Regions from separate parts of the Mus musculus genome. Here region 1 is linked to region 2. Evidence: chromatin contacts called from public promoter capture Hi-C data. All regions are on one chromosome and are shown on one strand. The core of a region is the stretch at or near the end of the contact, and the rest is flanking DNA. Distances in the headings are between cores, read along the strand shown. Region 1 holds the start of Ccdc113 (coiled-coil domain containing 113). Region 2 holds the start of Ndrg4 (N-myc downstream regulated gene 4).

Region 1 (3,004 bases), core at 86-2,585, 140 kb before region 2:
TCATTCTGGGGAATTTGGAGGAGGTCTGCCTCTATAGCAAAAGTGTGTGGGGGGTCTGCCTCTATAGCAAAAGGGGTGAGGTCTGCCTCCACAGACCGCAAAAAGATCACCAGGTCATTAACAAGATCCACTCTCAGCTTTCTGGATGGAATGCAGGTGTTTTTGTCTCCTCCATTAAGGATACTCTCCTGCCTGATTAACATTCCTGGTTCTCTTCTCTGTGAGTACAAGGACCTCCGTGGCCCCAGCACTAACCAATGCTGGGATCCCATGATGGTACGCACACTCAGCTTGGTTGTGTGCACATGTTATCTTAACCACCTTTAAGTGTACCCAAAAGTGCTGTTGCTGTCGCTATCCCAGCCTGTAACTTGTTTGGGTTTCTGATATCTCATTAAAGGGCCCAAATTGGGCTGGTGAGATGGCTCAGTGGTTAAGAGCACCGACTGCTCTTCCAAAGGTCCTGAGTTCAAATCCCAGCAACCACGTGGTGGCTCACAACCATCCTTAACAAAATCTGATGCCCTCTTCTGGAGTGTCTGAATGTACTTACATATAATAAATAAATAAATAAATAAATAAAACTTTTTTAAAAAAGGGCCCAAATTGCCCCACATTACCCCAAAACACTAAAGACACACGACACCTTTAGGAACTTGTCTTGATACCTATTTTAAAAACTTAGTCAGGGGCTGGTGAGATGGCTCAGACTGCTCTTCCGAAGGTCAGGAGTTCAAATCCTAGCAACCACATGGTGGCTCACAACCATCCGATCACGAGATCTGACTCCCTCTTCTGGAGTGTCTGAAGACAGCTACAGTGTACTTACATATAATAAATAAATAAATAAATAAATAAAATCTTAAAAAAAAACTAGTCAGTTTCTCTTTCTCTTCGAGTAATGCAGTTCGAGTTGCAGTAAATGAAATGCAGTAAATGAAAAAACTGCAGCTTCCGTGTGAGGCAATGACCACAGATTAGAATCCTCACTACACCACGGGGCAGAGACTTATGCGAGTCGCTGCTAGCTTTCTGGACCTACGGTTTCTGGCTAGGAGGATGAATAGTTTTTTTTTTTTAACAGGGTCCATGCAAAGATTTGCGTGAAATAAGCTTAACATGATGCCAAGGACCGAGAAGACATTGGGCAAACCGGAGCTGTTGTTGTGACTTCCAACTGAAGAGCGATTCTCAGAACAGTGAGATGGATTAGGCATCTGAGTAGGCAGGCAGGCAAGCAGGCAGCTTTGCTCGATCTCCACCGCGAGGTGCAAGGGAGGGGCCGCATCACCCAAAGCCCCACCCCTATAAACAGCGTTCAGTTGTCTAGGCAACGCGCCTCAGGGTCGCGGCCGAAGTGAAGCGGGACAGCTTACTGAAGGCTCTCAAAGCACCCTAGGCTGAGTGATGTCTGAGGAAGACTCGGACAGCGTGATCACTGACTCCCAGGCGGAGGAGGAAGGCGAGCTGCCAGTCATCCAACTGTGCGGGCTGGTAGAGGAGCTCAGGTACTGGCACCGTGAGGGCGCCATGAGTCTCTGAGGCCTGGGCTGTAGTTTGCAGACTACTCATATCTACGCAGAGCCCCGCGGGCACACATCGCATTACAGTGGAGAAAGAACTTGTGTTTGCCTAGTTAGCTTTGCTGCTTGCCTGCTCCTGAACTGACAAGCCACTGATGGAACCCGGACAGGGTGGAGGGGCAAGGGAGCCGTTGGCCTTGAAAAGATCAGACAGGATTTAGTGAAGCTAGCGCTTTGGCTTGGTGTCTTCCTGGTGCTGGGAAGCCGCCTTCGAAGTCTATATCAGGTAGCCTCCTAAGCCGGTTTCCAAAGTTAGTATTAAGATAAACATTAACATGGCGGCGGAGTGAAAACTAAGCTATTGAAATGATTTGCTTGGGGCCTTGTGGGCTGAATAAGGATTTAGGCGTGGAGATGGACTGAGGAATGATTGGCTCAGGGCTTTGTATTTTCCACAGTCTGTTTTCCATCTTCCACAGTGGGTTATCTGGATATGAGGATTCCATAATGTAGATGAGAGTCAGTGTACAATGTATTGATATTATACAGTATTCTGTTTCCAGCGGCCAGAAGAGGTGTTGGTTCCATACATCTGTAAATAGTTCATACCAGAGTGGAGGGATTATTACTAATTACCATTGTGAGTGTCTGTCATATACCATGATCTTGTATGTGAAACAGCCATCCCCAGAGGTACATGTTTTGTGAAGTTTCCTTGTGAGTGTCTATAACTGCCAGTCTTGTATATCGGCCGGCCATCTTAAGAGAGAAACGCATTCTGAAGTTTTCTTCCTTAAGATCCTGCATCAGAGATTCAGACCCGGGCCCATGGAAGGCTCCACCGAGAATACAATATGTGCTGAAAAGACAAGACGTAATGGCTTTCCTGTTTTCTATTTGGCTTCTGTACTAATCTCATAATTTAGGAATTAGTTTAACAGTATGTGTAGGTCTCAATGTCACCCTCTTTCGTACATATGTATGTGAGTATGTGCATGCAGTGAAAGGGGAAAGTTTTGGAACTGGAGATATAGCTTTAGCCCCTGCCTAGTATTCACAGGGCTATGGGTTCAATCCCAGTACCCACCTCCCCCTCCACAACACACATTAAAGTTGGGCATGGTGGCTCGCACCTTTAGTGCCAGCGCCAGTGAGGTAGGTGGAGTTTTGTGAATTCAAAGTCAGCCTTGGTATACTATGACCAAAGCAACTTAAAGAAGAAAGCATTTAATTTAGGGACTTACTGAGCCAGAGGGTTAGAGTTCATGATGATGATGGTGGGAAGAATGGCAGTAGACAGGCAGACATGGAGCTGAGAGCATTCATCTGACACACAAGTACAAGGCAGAGAGCAAGTGGTGACTATGAATGGCCTAGGCTTTTGAAACCTCAACGCCCACCCCCCAATGACACACCTCTTCCAACAGCGTCACACCTCCCAATCCTTCCCAAACAGTTCCACTAGCTGGAGACTAACCATT
Region 2 (2,895 bases), core at 176-2,675:
ACCTGCAGCCATCAAAATCTCAGCGGCCTCCTCAGCGGGCAGTGGGGTTAATTTACTGCTGCTTCAGGTGTGGCCACCTGAAGCCGAGGCCTAAGGGCAAAGCACCTCTTACAGAGGCAGCAAAGTCAGAAGTGTTGTGGGCTGGCTTCTTGTGACATGCTCCTTCCCCGCACCCAGGGCCTCAGAGAGATCCTGATCTAGTGTACTTTCTCTGTGAGCCATCAAGACAGGAACCCAGAGGAAAAGGTAAGGGACACACAGGGCCTGAACGGAATGAGTCACCAGGACCTCTTATCTCGTCCCAACTTCGGGGTTGGTGATGCTCAGGGTTTGGGGAGTCAGAGAGACTTCAGGGCCTCTGACCCTCCTGAGGAACCAGTGAGATCGAGGAGGATAGAGTCCCTTTCCTTTCCTGCTCCGGGAGGGTGACCTGCAGGGAATAGGTTGTGGCCACCGTGTGGGTGGGGCCCTGGTGGGGACAGAAAGAACATCTTAGCCAGGAAGTTGCCTGAGTTCCTCAGAAACCTTCAGACTTTGCAAACAGGGGGAATGTTGGCTCCTGGACCACTGAACCCCAGCTTCTCCCCAACCTCCCCAGGGTGTCCCCTCAGACGGATGGGTGGGGACTGGAGGGGAAGAGAGGTAGAGGTGGTGGGAGTGAGCCAAGGTTCCCCGTGGGAGTCTCTGGCGCTCCCCGAGAAACGCTGGACAGAGACGGGACCCTCTTTGGGAGGTCAGGCGCTGCAGATTGCATCTGGGCCCCGGCCTGTGGGTCTTCTCACCGGGCCTCCCGCCCACTCCCACAGCCCGAGACAGCCCGAGACAGTCCAGCTCCAGCCACCAAGCGGGACGCGCAGCGCGCCCCACGCCCACCCACCCACGTGGGCACGCCCCCGCTGCGCGGCGCCCCGCCCCCAGCTCCCGGGGCTCGCTCGTGCGGGGAACCTGCACCGCTCGTGGGTGGCGGCGGCGGAGGCGTCCAGGCCCGGCTCCCGCCTCCGCGACCGTGTCGCTCGGCAGCCTGGGTGAGTCGCCGCGCCCTCACCCCTGGGATCCCCTCTCGGCGCAGCCACACCGCAGTCCCGCACCTTCTCTCCACCACCCTCACGCCCTGGCCACCTTCCCTCCCCCCGCCCCCCACGCGAGGGCGACGCCCTGTCTCCCAGCCTTCTTGGCTCGGATCCCCCGAGACCGCGGCTGTCGCCCGTCCGGCCGCGACGTCTGGGGGCGGTAGGCGTCTTTGTTCGCGAGGGGCCCCTCCCGCGCGGTGTCACACTCCCCCCCCCCCCCCCCGGCGCTCACCACGGCCAGGTGGCGGCGGGTGCCTTTTGGGGTGCGCGGCTGTGCCATTGGTGGATTTTTTTAAACCCTGCTGGAGGGGGCGGTGAGCGCACCGCGCTACCGGCTGCTGCTCCCGCCGCTCCCGCTATCCCGCCGCTCCTCTCTGCGGCTACTGCGCGCCTCGCCCCGGGCGGCCCAGCGCGCTCCACCGTCGCCAAGATGAAGGTGCTGGGACACAGGCTCCAACTGCTGACAGGTACCGAGGCTTGCCGCTCGCCGCTGCCGCTCTCCGACTTGGAGCGGGTTCGGGGCGCGGTGGCCCGGGTTGGAAGGGGCGCTCTCGGGTGCGCGTTCCCAGTTGAGCGAAACCTGAAGCATGCCGGGCTCTACTGAGCCGCGAGCGCCGGCGTCTGGGAGGGTGGAGCTCCACAGAGGCCCCCTGTGGTGTCCCGTCGACGGAGCTCCGATTAGCAACCCCAGGGGAGCTCCGGAGTTTTCCAATCAAATATCCCAAGTCCCCAGAGAAAGCAGCCCTGGGCCTCCTGGGGGAGCTGGGAGAACCTGTGTAAGGGCCTCCTCTTTTCTGTGATGGTCAGAGCCACCTTTCTCTCTGGGAAGAAGTTTCTTGCTGGAAGTAGAGTCAAGTGGACTAGGAAGATGGGAAGCTAGGTTGAACCGTGATGGCTCAGGCCATCCACCTTGGGCCCGCTCTAGAGAAGAAATTAGATGTCCCTCTGAGGGCATCCTGGGGCCAGTAGCTGGAATGCCTTGGAGAAACTGGATGCCTAGAGGAGATGGGAAAGGGAGCAAGGACAGAAGCCAGGTATCTATCGGAAGGTTACATGTTCCTCATACATGAAGTCCAGCATCAGTGGAGGCTTCCGTTCTCAGAGGGGAGGTGGGCACCTGGGCTGGAGGGAGCAGCCCCTGTCCAGATCTCACTGGACCATGCTGAGCCCTTGTCAGGTGCACACCCATGTATCCCTAATGAACATATTCCAAGAGATGCTTCTCAGCACTTGGGGTCCTGCCGCTGTAAGGTGAGGAAGGGGTTGCTCTGTGTGTGTGTGTGTGTGTGTGTGTGTGTGTGTGTGTGTGTGTGTGTGTACACTCAGGAAATGGAATGGGATATGGGGTAGGGATCTGAAAGGACCCAGAGATTAGAGCAAGTGGCTGCCTTTGAAGACCCAGACAGTGAAAGTAGAACTTTCTGTTCATGGAAAAGGGAGGTCACGTTCTAAGCTGGAGGAACAAAGGGTGTTCTGCATGTGCCCTAGAGTCTTGAGTGACTTAGTCTGGGAGTGGCCTGGCCCTGGAGGGTGTGTGTGTGTGTGTGTGTGTGTGTGTGTGTGTGGAGTGGTGGTGGATGGAGGTATAGGCAGGAAGTAGGCCAGGTGAAGGTTTGGGCTGTGAGTGTGTGCGAGCATGTATGTGTGCAAGCGCGTGTGTGTGTGTGTGTGTGTGTGTGTGTTTGTGTGTGTTGGGAATGGTAGTGGATGGAGGTATAGGTGGGAAGTAGGCCAGGTGAAGGTTTGGGCTGTGAGTGTGTGTGAGCATGTATGTGTGCAAGCGTGTGTGTGTGTGTGTGTGTGTGTGTGTGTGTGTGTGTGTGTT

Evidence for each region. Promoter capture Hi-C pulls out the DNA fragments that hold promoters and counts their contacts.
Region 1: a promoter capture Hi-C map of the SN4741 cell line shows a contact between it and region 2, with 2.0 times the contacts expected there. The contact joins the promoter of Ccdc113 here to the promoter of Ndrg4 in region 2. A contact is called at or near these places in 9 of 39 promoter capture datasets (the SN4741 cell line, cranial neural crest, embryonic stem cells and 5 more), 1 of 484 Hi-C or Micro-C datasets (embryonic stem cells), 3 of 115 datasets of contacts at active chromatin or transcription factors (craniofacial prominence, embryonic stem cells and stem cell-derived neural progenitor cells) and 1 of 9 other capture datasets (adipose tissue).

What each region holds. Positions count from the first base shown.
Region 1 is chr8:95,532,765-95,535,768 of GRCm38.p6, forward strand. Ccdc113 (coiled-coil domain containing 113) reads left to right here and starts at 1,336. Exons shown (of 9, transcript NM_172914.2): 1 at 1,336-1,508. The coding sequence starts at 1,408.
Region 2 is chr8:95,676,847-95,679,741 of GRCm38.p6, forward strand. Ndrg4 (N-myc downstream regulated gene 4) reads left to right here and starts at 1,426. Exons shown (of 17, transcript NM_001372423.1): 1 at 1,426-1,537. The coding sequence starts at 1,501.